Linked DNA regions of Mus musculus: regions 1, 2, 3 and 5 are each linked to region 4. Evidence: chromatin contacts called from public promoter capture Hi-C data. All regions are on one chromosome and are shown on one strand. The core of a region is the stretch at or near the end of the contact, and the rest is flanking DNA. Distances in the headings are between cores, read along the strand shown. Region 1 holds the start of Habp4 (hyaluronic acid binding protein 4). Region 2 holds the start of 1700015C15Rik (a long non-coding RNA gene). Region 3 holds the start of Adcy2 (adenylate cyclase 2). Region 4 holds the start of Mterf3 (mitochondrial transcription termination factor 3). Region 5 holds the start of Prxl2c (peroxiredoxin like 2C).

Region 1 (2,700 bases), core at 106-2,605, 2.8 Mb before region 4:
TGCAGCAATGCGAAGGTAACTAAAACTATCCCTATCCCTGACATCATCTAAGCTTTCTTCACACAATGGTCCAAGGTTCACCTGTTTTGTAGTGTGTGCTAACACTTGTTCTTTTTCTGCCCTCCCCCCACCCCATCCTAGCTTCTGTTGTAGCACATCTTATTCATCCATCACCCAGTTAATGGGCATTTGGACTGCTTCTTCCTCCCGGCTATTGTGAATAGCACCTCTGAGAATAATACGAGTTTTCATCTGAATACCTATTTCCAATTTTGGCTAGAAAAATACAGGCTCTAATCTTTAATTCAAAGAAAGAAGTGGCCACCTATCTTAAAATCTCTAGCCATCTGACAATTTACTGAGAACCCCTGAGGTCCCTGAATGGCAAGCCCAGGAAATTACAATTTGAGACAAAAATCACTTTTGATTTCTTTGCACAGAGAAGTTGGACAACAGTAAAACTCAGACCTTTTTTAACACCTGTATTTAATTATTCCTTTCACATGTTCTATGAAGTAAAACATATGTTCTATGAAGTAAAACTGCTTGTGATAGGGAGGGAACCAGCAGGCAGGGATGGCATCATGGAGAAGGGCAATGTGGAGACAGTTTTGAACAAAGTGTAATGACATAAACATGTATATATACACACACATATAAACACACAAACATACCATAAGAACCATTACTTTGAATGCTAACTTACAAAATTAATTTTCAGGAGAGTGATGGCTCAGAGAGCAAAGGCACTCGCCAGCAAGCATGACATCTAATTTGGAGTTTCATTCCCCAGAAGCCAGGCCTTAACTGAATGTCTCAAAAGAAAAACAACCGCTATCTAAACCTCACCCTGTCCGCTCCCGCACTCATCACAACATCACAGTGGGTCTGGGGTTGTTTCTTTGCACTTGAATGGGTTGTTTTGGTCTCTTGTTCCTGTCACACCTCTTGAAACGCAAGTCTCTCCAGGCTTCTTGAATGGGTCAGCACCCAGCTGAGGACGCTGCCTCTCCTCTAGGCACTTTCCCTCAGTTTACAGCTCTCCCCCAGACACGCAAGCCCTTAAAGGCTCTTGACTAGGTCATTTTGGTGAAGTGTGGCGGTGTGCAACCAGGCTCCCCACTGGCGCACACCGGCGAGAGAAGGCTTGCAGCCTCCCTGAGTTTCTGGTGGTAGCTCCGCCCAAGCCCCATACCACCACGCCCACAGGCTATAGAGTGGGAGGGGATAAAGTGGGGCGTGACGTCACAGACACCGGTCTCCCATTGGGTCTTCGTGCGCCCCGGGGCCGAAGGGCGTGTCCACCAGCGCTCATTGGCTGGGGCGCGCAGGCCGGGAGGAGCCGACCGCGGGGCCGAGAGTGCGGCGGCGGCGGCGGCGGCGGCGGCAGCAGCAGCAGCAGCATGGGTCCTCGCCCGCGGCTTCGCTGAACCTCACTGGCCTGGGCTGCCCGCGGCGCCCGCAGCGGCGGCGTCATGAAGGGGGCCCTGGGGAGCCCTGTAGCCGCCGCGGGCGCCGCGATGCAGGAGACGTTCGGCTGCGTCGTGGCCAACCGCTTCCATCAGCTGCTGGACGACGAGTCGGACCCGTTCGACATCCTGCGGGAGGCCGAGCACCGGCGCCAGCAGCAGCTGCAGCGCAAGCGTCGCGATGAGGCGGCGGCGGCGGCCAGCGGGGCCGGGCACCGTGGCGGCAGGAGCCCGGCTGTGGCCTCAGGACACAGGCCTGGCGCAGGCGGCCGCAGGGAGTCGCAGAAGGAGCGCAAGAGCCTCGCGGCGTCCGGCGCACAGCAGCCAGACAGCCCTGGGGGCCCGCAGCCGCCAGGTACGCCGTGGGCACCGAGGTCACCCCTGCAGCCGCTAGCTCCAGTCGCGGGGACCGATCCCGGACGCGTGGGCGGATCAGAGCTGGGAGTCCTTATGGGCGCAGGACCCGGGGTCATCCTTTCAGGGGCCACCCTTGAAGATAATAATCCTCTCGGGGTCACGTTTCCAGGGATCACTCTAGGGAGCCACTTTTGAGGGATCATGACCCTCCAGGGCCATCCTCCTGGGTGGTCATTTTCCCTGGTCACCCTATCTCAGTGGAAGGGTCAGGGTTTCACTCTCGGTGGGCTCATCCCAGATGGGGGACAGTGAGCAGAGCCGTGAATCTTGGTGGACAGAGGGCCTTTGGTCATTCTCCCTGGGTCCCAATCCACGAGGGGTTGGGAATCACCCTCTCTCCGGGGCTGGGGGTCGTCCCTATCCATCCGTTACGGGTGGGCCGAGCTGGAGGTTCTTGATGGGCAAAAAGGCATAGTATGACTCTTCCGGGGTCACCCTCCTGACATTCCTGGTTTCGTGGAGGAGCTGGGACTGACAGCCTGAGAGTTGCGCAGCTGGGATTCTCACATCTGCAGCTGGCTGCATCCTTCATCTTCCCTCCCGGCCTCTGCGGGACTCAGCTCTGTAGGCGATGCACTGCTGAAACCTTCAGGGATCCCAGATTCTGGGCCTCGAAATCCTGGGAGGCCTGGGTACCCTTACGTGTGGGAGCCCCCGGAAGGCAGACTTGAGCCCAGGGTGAGTTGGGGTGGGCTTGAGGTTCCGGCTCCTCTGCGCCTTAGCTCTTTTCTCCATCCTCATATGGTAGCCTCTAGGTGTTAGCTGACATCGATTGCAGGTGGAACAAATAGTGTATGTGGGACTTGTTATTTGT
Region 2 (2,700 bases), core at 60-2,559, 2.5 Mb before region 4:
GTCTCACACTGTAGCTCAGGCTGGCCTGGAACCTGAGGCAATCCTCCTGCAACTCCTAGTCTCTCTAGTATTGGGATTGTAGGGAGTGAGCAACCACCCCTGAAACACTTTTTAACAAACGCACACAAAAGTGGTAATTTCTTGGCATCCTTGCCTTCCCACGTTAGTGTAGGTTCTTCTCCCCTCTCTTCTGTCTTGATTTCTCCACAGCTTTACCATGTTAGCAGGTAACCTTGTCCATACTGGCTTCGTACTTGAGATTCTCTTCGTCTTGGCCTGCTGGATACAAGAGTTATAGTCAGAACAACTGTATCAGGTTTATCATCTACGTTCCTGATAGTAATCATCCTAAAGGGTGTAAGATATCTTATTGTGGTTTGATTTCATTTTTCCTAATTAGTAGGGGTGCTGGTCGTCATCTCATATACTTGTGGACACCTCTCTCTATTTTGAGATAAGGTCTCTTATTAAGCAGGATGCATCGCACTGTGTAGATTAATAAGACCCTGTCAAGTACTGGGACGGCAGATGTGATTTAGAGCAACCAACATAGGTGGTACAGGGAGTCGAACCAAAGGCTTTTGTTCACTCTAGGCAAGCACCTCACCAAAGGAGCTTTATCGTCAGTGCTAGTAAGCTTTTTAAAAAAGGTACTTGGATTCATGATGCCCTTTGGGGACCAAAGACCCAAGTGATTCTCCATGTGATGGTTTGTATATGCTTGGGCTAGGAAGTGGCACTATTAGCAGGTGTGGTCTTATTAGAGTAGGTGTATCACTGTGGAAGTGGGTTTTAATACTCTTGCTGTCTGGAAGCGAGTCTTCTCCGAGCAGCCTGCAGTTGAATATGCTCCTCCTGCAACATACCTGCCTGGATGCTCCATGCTCCCTCCTTTGATAACAAAGGATGAATTTTTGAACATGTAAGCCAGTCCCAATTAAATGCTGTCCTTATAAGAGTTACTTTGGTCATGGTGTCTGTTCACAGCAGTAAAATCCTAACTAAGACACTCCACGACTCAGCTCTGTGCTTGTCTGCAACAATGATTTGCGTCAGTTACAAAGAGGCCTAAATGTAGAGAGCGGCTGAGTGAGTGCCTGCCACCTGATACTCTTGCTGGTTTCTGGAAGTCTTCCACCAGATCCACCTCCCTACCAGAGGCTCCGCCTCTGGGCGAATGAACACACCCTTTACATGCGTAGCCCTGCCCCTCTCAGCCCCACGCACCAGCGTTTCTTGTCACGTGGTGCTATGGCCACGTCCTGGAGCGTTAGATTACGATAGAGTGACTGCCGAAGGCTGCGGAAAGGTGCTGCCTAGAGGGGATGCAGATTCCTGACTGAGCTCAGCACTGGTCTTTCCGGTCACGTGCTTTACGGAGCAGCTGCTAGACGCGTTATTGCTAGGCAACGCTTGCAGGAGCCTATGCTGGATCCCTGTAGAGTAGGATCTGGGCACCGCGGGCCGACATGGACCAGTATTGCATCCTCGGTCGCATCGGGGAGGGCGCCCACGGCATCGTCTTCAAAGCCAAGCACGTAGAGGTGAGACCATGCCGCACGTGCAGTCCGAGGGATGCCCACTGCGCTCCCTCTGCAGTCTTTCCGTGTAGAGATCTGCTAGCGCGCGCGGGCGCGCCTCAGAGGTCTCTTTAGGATACTTGGCGGGGTCCCATCTGTGGCGATCCCGCTTCCAGCGGCCGGACTGCGGGAGCGCGACCCCTGGCGGTCGGTTCAGATCTTCCCGACTTAGGGGCGGGTCTCTGTGGGGTGTCTCGCTCCTGGGGTGTTCTCTCCCTGCCCCTACCTTGCCAAAGGTCTCTGGCAGTGTCGGCACTCTTTCCTGCACAGACTGGCGAGATCGTTGCCCTCAAGAAGGTGGCCTTGCGGCGGCTGGAGGATGGTATTCCTAACCAGGCCCTCAGAGAAATCAAGGCTCTGCAGGAGATAGAGGACAGTCAATATGTGAGTGGGGCTGGGCTCAGGTGGTCATGCAGGGCTCGGGTGAACAAGACCGGTGGCAGGTTCCAAGACAGCAGCTTCTCGACCACTTTCATTCATTTCCATCCCTCTCTACTCACCAGTATACACTTTAAAGGAGTCCTTTCTAATCCCCATTCTGCCCCCTCCTGCTTACTCCTTATTTATGCTCCCAGATCCACTCTCACCTGAGTACTTAACCCTCCCATTCTCTCTCATTTACACACCCATTGCTCATATGTTTATGCATCCCCCCCCCTTTAACTATTGTGTGTGTTTCTTTTTGTTTTCTCCTTTCCTTCCTATACCTGCTCTCCCACCTTCCTTATGCTAGACAGGTGCTGGGCCATTAAATTATGCCCCTAACCATGCTGACTTCTCAGCAGTTTGCACCCGTTGAGCCCCTACTTTGTTCTGAAGGATATCTTAAAGACTTTCATGTGTGGTCACCCTCCGTTCACCCTGCTTTTCTCTCTTTCTTTCTTCCTTTCTTCCTTCCTTTCTCTTTCTCTCTCTTTCTCTCTCTCTCCCTCTTTCTTTCTTTCTTTCTTTCTTTCTTTCTTTCTTTCTTTCTTTCTTTCTTTCTTTCTTTCTTTCTTTCTTTCTTTCTTTCTTTCTTTCTTTCTCTTCAGGGTCTTTGTTAAGCACAGGGGAATGCTTGGCTTTTATCATCAGCTCATGGGTCTGCAGCTGAGTGACACTGCCAGAATGCCCCTGGGGC
Region 3 (2,768 bases), core at 123-2,622, 2.1 Mb after region 4:
AAGCTCTGGGAACACCGTTCAGCAGAAACATCCCGCATTATCCTCTAACCACACAACTCACGAGCTGATCCAGGCCTCGGACAAGACAGTCTGCACAGGCAAATCATGGTCAGGGGGAAAAGTTTGAACCACACTGAAGAGAAGGGAGCGCTAAGAGGAAGTTACCGCCATCTACAGATTTCCTTACAGGGCTCCAGGGAGCCAGCCTGAGATTCCTGACTGAAAATTATGAACCAGAAAAACTGACATCAGCTATTGAGCTGCGTTAATGCTTCTAGCCGTGAAAACATGCTTTAACCATCAGCAGGGAACCATGATCGAGTCCTGCACTTCTCTAAAAAGGGGAAAGCAGCGAGGGTCCCTTCCATTTTTAGCTCACTTATAGTCTCTGGAGATGAGGCTTGGGCATCTGCTCAACACTCCATCACTTTCTCTCTACATGGCTAAACACGAAAAGATTCAAAAGCCAAGATGCACAACATTATCTGGTTTTCATTTTCGCTGTCATGAACTGCTTTCCCAAAGCACCTTGTTTTTTAAGAGTTAAATGATGCCCAGACCAAACTCAGAGAGGAGAGCCGGGGGCGTTCCGCGGACAGGGATGGGAGGCAGCTAGCGCGCCAAGGAAGCCTGAGGACTGCCTCTGCTGCGGGCAGCGGCGCCGGGAGAAAGCGCAGAGTTGGCCACGGGGCGCAGAGATGCTGAACCCACACGCCCTGCCCGTCCACCTGGAGCAAGCCCTGGCAACTTTATTTTGGGCAAAGCCTTCCAAGGAAACTTTTCCTCTGTCCACAGCTCTCGCCCTAGCCAGGCCGGCCTCGGGCAGGGCACAGGGGTGAGGAGCAGCCTGGGGCGGGACACGGTCGCCTGCGCGGTCCCCTCGGAGCCACGGGGAGGCCACTCACCAGCCCGAGCGCGAAGAAGACGGCGAGCAGGGCGAGGCAGGCGCCCATGACGATGAGCAGCAGGAAGACGATGAGAGGGTGCTGCTGGCTCATGCAGTAGTAGGACTCGTAGAGCCAGTCCCGGGACCGCTGCAGCCCCTCGCCGCCGCCCGCCGCCGCTGCTGCCGCCGCCTCGGCGCGGTCCCGCAGGTAGCGGCGCCGCCGCATCGCCTCCTGCCACATCGGGGCGGCTCGCGGGGCGCCCGCTGTGCGCGCCCTGCCCGGGCAGCGCCGCTCTGTGGTCACCTACCGCCTGCCGCCCCCGCGCTTCGCGACCCGCCGGCTGCCCGCCCGGAGCTGTGCTCAGGGGCCTCGGGCGCGGGCGGAGCTCGGAGCCCCGGGCTGGGCGCGCTGACGCGCGGGCGGGGGCCGGGGGCGGCCTCAGGGCAGCTCCCGGGCGCCGCCGCCGCCACCACCGCTCGCGAGGGCGGGAGCCACCCGGCCCCTCGGCCCGCCTCGCCCCACCCCGCGCGCAGCGCACCGGCCTCCGCGCAGGGGCGGCGCCGGCCCGCGCCCACCACCGCCCCCCGACGGCCAGGCTGGGCTCCAGAGAAAGCTTCAGACCGAGTCCTTGCCCTCCAGCCTGTCGCAGGCTGCACAGTGGGGCGCCTCCTCCTCTCGCTTTTGGACTCCAGCCAGGCAGATTGGGGCTTCAGCCTTGTTCTCCACTACAGCAGAGAACAGCCTGAGGGCTACTGTTGGGCTCCTGGAGTCTCCCACCTGACTGCCAGAGTCCCCACTGCCTCTCCATGATCTCACAAGGCAGCAGTGTAAAAGGCTGCCATGCTTTAATACCCCCCAGCCTGGAGAGGGGGTCCCATATCCCTGACCACCCCTCTTTAGTATGCCTACTTAGCAAAATGTGGCTTCTTTCTCACTTTCTCTATTGTAATTTGACTCCCAGTACAGAGCAGGAGTTAGGACCCTCCAGGACTTGTGGGAGTCCTTTTGAAAGAATGGCCCCCACGAACTCAATTACACAGTGACTGGAGACACCTGTGGTCCTCAGGCAGCGGGCCTCTCCTTTTCTCTGCCTTTGCTCTCCGCGCCTTAGAAGTACCCTATGGACCTCTGTGTTTGGCATCGCAGATCTCCCCAGAACCCTTTCAGTCAGACAGGGATGGCACAGAAGTTGGAGCAAGGAATGAGAATCATCCTCTGTGGGCAAGGTTGGCTTGGGAATCACTCATCCCATGCCGCTTGACACTCTCGGGGACCAAATGCACGAAGCATGACAGACCTAGCTAGATCCTCGTGGACAGGCTGGGCAGGCATTTCGTGGTTGTGACCTCAACCTTTGTTCTTTCTAGATGACAGGACTAACCACTGACCTTCAAAAGACTGCTTCTAGAAGGTTCCTATTTTCCTGTCCTTCCATCCAAAGAACCCACAAGCCATTTTTCTCCCCCAAATCATTTTCTAAGGAGTCCAAAACACAACACCGCCTCAAGAGCTATTCCACATTCTCTGTCAGCCCGGAACTGCCTTAGACCTTTGCATGTTCCCTGACAGCAGCCTGCCTACCTGAGTTGCAAGCCAGCCAGCATGAACAGGTAAGCTGAATAACTGTGTGACTCTCAAATGCTGGACCTAGGCCATGCACAGAGTCTCAGACCCAGGGATTTCCAGGGATTTTATTTTTGGACCCAGAGAGTGAAGACACAGCTGTGTTCTCAACCTCGATAGAGGGCAAGGATGGAGTTAATGGGAGAGTTGACTTGAAATCCAGGACATCCCAGCTTTCCTCACCCAGTCCTGGAGGAAATCACGATGGATCCCTAATAGTGAAACCAAGCTTGTCATGGAGCCTCCCTGCCCTGCTTG
Region 4 (2,700 bases), core at 108-2,607:
GCTAAGAATAATACAAGGGCAAATCTTTCCTTCTGAAGTGGTATAGGAAGGCGGTGTTGGCAATAACCTTGTGGAATAGGCAATTTTTGCTAAACTTTAGTTGGAAAGGGGCTTCCAAGCCTGCCAATTTTCCCCTCAAACTCCCTCTCATCTCCAAAATAGTTAAAGTAGGAACTAAGTTGTGCCACCTAGACAAGACCAAGCTTCGAGAGAAACTTCAGCACAGCCAGGCAGGTCCAATCTACAAGTGGGGGTCCTGACAGTCAAGACTGGATATGTCACTGTAGCCCACGATGATGGAGGTTCAGACACTATTCTCCACATGCTTTTACGTATGCTATTCTAGAAAAAAACACTGGTCCACTCTCAGCATCAAAGTACTTTTTATAATGTTGGGGATTACAATAAGGGCTCTAGGGTACTTACAAACCAGCTCCCAGAACCCCAATTTCATTCTAGAGTCTGTCCAGAATCAAATTCAATACCCTTTCCACATTTAGTAGACTCTGTTAAATTCTATTTGCATTCAAAGATCTGAGTGCTAAAGACTAATAATGTTCACCCTCCACTTTTACTTGCCAGTGCACTCCTTTTCACATAAATTTGCTGTCTCAGCAATGTCAATGATTGATAGTCTGTGCAGAAGGACAGCACAGTCCCGCCCCCTCTCGAGACCCACCTTCCCAGGGTCTTTTCAGCACCAAGCTAGAGGTTTGGAGGGTTCCAGTTTGTTGAGTGGAAGTGAGTCCAGGACAAATAAAGACACAAAGGACTCAGAAACGAGTAAAGATGTGCACTCGTGAATAACGCCTTACGGTATGTACATTAAGAGGGCAAAAGAAAAAAAAAAATCCTTAAAATCTCTCAAGTTCATTAGTAGGGTACGCCAGCTCTCAGCGGTTACCGGGCACTCTTGTTTTGTTGTTAGGAATAGGAACAAGAGCCGAAACAGGCTTTTCTAGGTTCAAAATCTTTACAACTAATCCCGAGCTCCGATGATGAAAGATGCACTTCGTAATAAAGGGCCTCTGGGCAGCGCAGCCGCAGTCCTTAGACTCTTTAACCAACCGGCTTTATCCGGGAAGGACTTCCGCAGGAAGCCGGGACATCCTCGGGGCCTTAGTCTGAAGCTGATGAACAAGCCCGGCGACGTTGCCACCACAAGGTTTAGGTACCGACCGATCGAGCCCGAACCTCCTCTCCGGGTCACCGATACCTACCAAGCCGCGAGGCTCCCGGACGCTGCTGGGTACAGGTAGGCCGGACAGTAATCCGGCCGGGCGGCGGTCTCGCGCTCCTGCTTCACAGCGACCGTGCAACCTACGCCGGGGATACGGTGCACCGTAGCTTCGCAAGCCGGCGATTCGCCACGCTAGGCCGGCACCGCCCCCCACGTGGGCTGCGCTGCGAATGGGCGAGACCATCTGCGGCGGCGCGGGAAGGGACGCCGCGGGGGACCGGGACAGAGCTGGCCTGGGGTTTGCAGGCCCTGGAGCTGGTCGCCGCGTTCCCAGGATCAGTCACTCCGCCGTAATGTGGGGAGGGTGAGAGCTCTACGATGTCGCCCTACTAGGCTGCTTCTTCAGGCTGCCTTCTCCCCCTGCTCCGGGACGCGGTGGTGGCGCCGCGACCCCGCCCTCGCGCGCGGGTCCTTCCCTGGGCTAGCACCCTTCTCAGGGTGCCAGACCCCGCCCCAGCGTCAGGCACCTTCGCTGCTGCGGTCCGTCGCTGCCGGGGTCCCAGCCTTCTAGGGCCGGGGCCTCCGGGGCCGCGGCAGGACGGGGAGAAGAACTATGGCGTCCTGCGTGGGGAGCAGGACTCTGAGCAAGGATGATGTGAACTACAGGATGCATTTCCGCATGATCAACGAGCAGCAAGTGGAGGACATCACCATAGACTTCTTCTACCGGCCGCACACCATCACCCTGCTCAGCTTCACCATCATCAGCCTCATGTACTTCGCCTTCACCAGGTAAGTCTGGCCTGGAGTCGCGCGGAGCGCCGGGGAGAGGAGGACAGAGACGACAGACCGAGAAGCAGTAGAGGGGAGGGTGGCCAGGTGTGGCTGGTGGTAAGGAAGTGAGTAGCTGTTCCACGCGTGCAAGCTCGGGGACACAAGGGCCACACAGCTCCTCTGCCTACCGCGTGGCTTACAGTCCTCTCCGCCTACTTTTCCACCTGCCACCCCTCATGTCCAAATCCCATCTTTCTCATTCACTACGTCGGACCACACCAGGAACTCATGCAGGTCACCTAGCTGGGTGATCCACACCCCTTGCTCTGTATCGTTCTCTGTCACTATCAGAAGGCTCTGATCTCTAACCACTCATCCGTGGTCTGTCTCCAGCAAATGGCATGAACCATTTCATGATTGAACCTCCTTCAACTCACACTACACACATAAAACACACACCATACACAGAAAAATCCTCTGGCATTCAGTATTACCAGGCACACACACAAATGTACATGTGAGGTGCACCACACTGTTTTTCCTTTTATATACATTTCCCAAAGTCATCTAATGTAACTCTTCTCCCAGTCTCAAACACCACCTCAATGCCACAGCATCAGCAGTCGCTGTTGACACACATCCCAGTGGATGCCTCCCATGAAGCACAAGCCAATACCCATCATTTCCAATGTACTGTACTCTATAGGCTACCGCTGACCACAAGGGGCACATCCTGCCCTCTCATG
Region 5 (2,787 bases), core at 59-2,558, 2.6 Mb before region 4:
CGCACACATACACACACACTGGGAAATGTAATCAGTTATGAAGAATGAGGTAATGTTTATGAACTGCAGGAAATGAGTGGAAATGGACATTATGCCAAGTCAAACAAGCCACAGACAGACAAATATAGTATTGTTTTCTCTCACATGCAGAACTAGGCTTAAGTTTATATGCACATATTTATGTAGAGTAGAAAGGGTGTTGTGAGGATGAGGTCTAGATGCATGAGGGAATGAGAGGGTAAAGGAATATTAAGAAGACAAAGATGACCAGTGTGGCTCTGGAGGAGGGAAGCAGCAAGAAGGGGTGACCACATATAATAACAGAATAGGCATGTATGAAAATATCACGAGACCCATTTCTCTTTATGCTGAGTAACTTATGCCAACAATATTAAAAATGTTTACAACGCAAAGATGCTTCAGTGTATTATAAACAAAAGGAATAGAAGGGCAGGCAGAAGTTTTTAATTTTTTCCTCACTCATCCTGTAAATGTGTGCTGAAAATAGATCTTAGTTTTACAAATGCCCAGTGTCTTCAGTTACAAAGCTCTTCTGGCGACTGAAGAAAAACGCAAAGCTGCACTTTTAATATACGTTACATTTTCCTATAATGGATTACTATTTGGGTTGTAAACACAGTTGCTGTCTGTGTTTTGATTTTTTGCGTTCTTACGCAACATTTTGACACAGGCATTTTTACCAGGTAAAATTATGGTAGTCCGATCCCAAGAGGGCGCAAAAGAGCGCATTAGGACAGAAATAGACCCCCGTGGGTCTCAGCAGCCCCAGAGGATGAAGGAGGGGCCACCCACCCACAGCTCACCCCCACTGCATCGGCCGCTGTTGCTCACTCGGGAAACTTACTCGGAGGACGCTCTTGGGGATTTTGGCCAGATCTTCGACATATTCTTTACAGACGTAACACAAGAAATGCTGAAAGGCAACCATGCAGAAGAGCACGTCAACAAGGTAGCAGCCAGGTTCCAGAAGGTCCGGGCGGTCGGTTCCAGGCGAGGTGCTGCACCCGCCGCGGCCCAGGATCTGGGCGGCCAACGAGAGGCACTTCCCCTCCCGCCCTACCCGTGCTCACCCTCACAAACACCACCACGGCTCGCCGCTCTCGGAACAGCGCTCCGAACGTCACCCGTCTCCCAGACGCGTCCAGCACGGGCAGCTCCGCTACGGCGGCCGCTAGCGGCTGCCCGCGCTCTGTGACCGAGCCAGCCGGGCTCGGGACCCGGCCTGCGCAGCCGCTGACCTGCCGCGTCACCGGCGCGGCCATCGCGGAGGAGGGCGACCGCTCAGGTCAGCCACCGACCGCGGGGGGCGGGGTTAAGGGGGAGGGGCGGGGCTGAGACTGGAAAGGCGGGGTCACGAGGGTGAGGAGGGGACTGGAGGCGGGGCCACGCGGGGCCGACCCTTCGGAGGCGTGGCCACAAGGGACGCTACGGAGCTACAGAAGGAAAACACTCCAAACCGTTCTTCCAGTTTGAATACCAAGGGAGGGGACAGTGCTATGGGAGGTGCGGCTGAGGCACTCCCTCTTTCTACTGCCTACAACACTTTCCAATAAAAATCATATTCTTTACAGTCGTAACACAGGAAATGCTGAAGAAGGACTGGAAAGATAGATCAGGGGTTAACAGCCCTGGCTTATCTGGTAGAGAACCAGGGGGTTCAGTTTCCAGCATCCACATAGCAGCTCACAACTCTAGTCTCAGGGTATCTGATACTCTGGCACCCACAGTAGGCACTGTTCAGAGTGCCTACTGCTCTGAAAGAGGACCCAAGTTAGATTCTCAGTTCCCACATCAAATGTTCATAACTGCCTGTAACTCTTGACACTTTCTTGGGGATTCTGCAGGCATCTGCACTCACACAGAAAGAGTGACAGAGGAATGGAGAGAGAGAGACAGAGGAGGAGTGGGTGGGGAGGAAGAAATTAAAAATAACAGTTCATTAAAATTTTTAGATTAATAGCTGAGGCTGTGGTGGTGCACGCTTTAATTCCAGCACTTGGGAGGCAGAAGCAGGCAGATGGCTGAATTCGAAGCCAGCCTGGTCTACAAGACAGGTCTAGGACAGCCAGGACTACACAGAGAAACCCTGTCTCAAAAAAAAAAAAAATAACAAATAAAACTTAAATTACATTTTATTTATTTTGTGTGTGTGTGTGTTGTCTCTTTGTGGGTATATACAAGTTCCTCTTGTGTGTGGAAGTCGAAGGACTTTTGGAAGTTGGCTCTCTGCTTCCATCGTGTGGATCCCAAATATTGAACTCATGGCAAGTGCATTTATCTACAGTGCCATCTCCCAGGCCCAGCACCTGGCATTTGTAATCACCGCCTTACATTTCCCATTCTGTATTCCCTTTTCCCAGAGAAGCCACTTCAGCTGGTTGTGGGTCTTTACCCGATACAGTGACCAAACTCATTTCCATTGTCTTTAAACATTCTATGGGACAGCCTGTTTTCCAGACACTTCCTTAGTCCCCTGTTCTCCTCAGTAATCAGGACCAGTCATTGTAGGCAGAGCAGTAAGTCCCTTCTATGCCTGTTTCTTCAAAGGAGACCACAGAAACAAATAAAGCACGCACAAAGAGTGCATACAAGAAAGAATTCCTAACACAGTTAAGGCTTCTATCCTGTAGGTGGGTTCTATTTGAGTCAACCTTTGATCTCGGTAACAAATTTTGCATTTTTACTTCAGTCAGCTCTGTATTCCTCTGTCTAAGAATTTGTATTGTACTTACTGTATGTGCGCATGTGGGCACATTGTGACACTAC

Evidence for each region. Promoter capture Hi-C pulls out the DNA fragments that hold promoters and counts their contacts. Capture Hi-C pulls out chosen DNA fragments and counts their contacts.
Region 1: a contact with region 4 is called in a promoter capture Hi-C map of pre-B cells. The contact joins the promoter of Habp4 here to the promoter of Mterf3 in region 4. A contact is called at or near these places in 4 of 39 promoter capture datasets (cranial neural crest, frontonasal cranial neural crest, pre-B cells and 1 more), 1 of 484 Hi-C or Micro-C datasets (CD4 T cells) and 1 of 9 other capture datasets (adipose tissue).
Region 2: a promoter capture Hi-C map of second pharyngeal arch cranial neural crest shows a contact between it and region 4. The contact joins the promoter of 1700015C15Rik here to the promoter of Mterf3 in region 4. A contact is called at or near these places in 4 of 39 promoter capture datasets (cranial neural crest, hippocampal neurons, pre-B cells and 1 more) and 1 of 115 datasets of contacts at active chromatin or transcription factors (astrocytes).
Region 3: a contact with region 4 is called in a promoter capture Hi-C map of liver, with 2.9 times the contacts expected there. The contact joins the promoter of Adcy2 here to the promoter of Mterf3 in region 4. A contact is called at or near these places in 3 of 39 promoter capture datasets (cranial neural crest, frontonasal cranial neural crest and liver).
Region 5: a contact with region 4 is called in a promoter capture Hi-C map of adipose tissue, with 2.5 times the contacts expected there. The contact joins the promoter of Prxl2c here to the promoter of Mterf3 in region 4. A contact is called at or near these places in 3 of 39 promoter capture datasets (cranial neural crest, hippocampal neurons and pre-B cells) and 1 of 9 other capture datasets (adipose tissue).

Annotation. Positions count from the first base shown.
Region 1 is chr13:64,160,511-64,163,210 of GRCm38.p6, forward strand. Habp4 (hyaluronic acid binding protein 4) reads left to right here and starts at 1,356. Exons shown (of 8, transcript NM_019986.3): 1 at 1,356-1,824. The coding sequence starts at 1,476.
Region 2 is chr13:64,431,127-64,433,826 of GRCm38.p6, forward strand. It overlaps 1700015C15Rik (a long non-coding RNA gene), which reads right to left and starts at 1,310. Exons shown (of 3, transcript XR_873594.1): 1 at 1,228-1,310; 2 at 125-279. It overlaps Cdk20 (cyclin-dependent kinase 20), which reads left to right and starts at 1,427. Exons shown (of 8, transcript NM_053180.2): 1 at 1,427-1,544; 2 at 1,851-1,964. The coding sequence starts at 1,470.
Region 3 is chr13:68,998,169-69,000,936 of GRCm38.p6, forward strand. It overlaps Adcy2 (adenylate cyclase 2), which reads right to left and starts at 1,373. Exons shown (of 25, transcript NM_153534.2): 1 at 906-1,373. The coding sequence starts at 1,127. Gm35161 (a long non-coding RNA gene) reads left to right here and starts at 1,377. Exons shown (of 5, transcript XR_873632.3): 1 at 1,377-2,497.
Region 4 is chr13:66,931,715-66,934,414 of GRCm38.p6, forward strand. Mterf3 (mitochondrial transcription termination factor 3) reads right to left here and starts at 1,358. Exons shown (of 8, transcript NM_025547.4): 1 at 1,221-1,358. It overlaps Ptdss1 (phosphatidylserine synthase 1), which reads left to right and starts at 1,116. Exons shown (of 13, transcript NM_008959.3): 1 at 1,116-1,972. The coding sequence starts at 1,794.
Region 5 is chr13:64,311,402-64,314,188 of GRCm38.p6, forward strand. It overlaps Prxl2c (peroxiredoxin like 2C), which reads right to left and starts at 1,309. Exons shown (of 6, transcript NM_025370.3): 1 at 1,092-1,309; 2 at 866-934. The coding sequence starts at 1,283.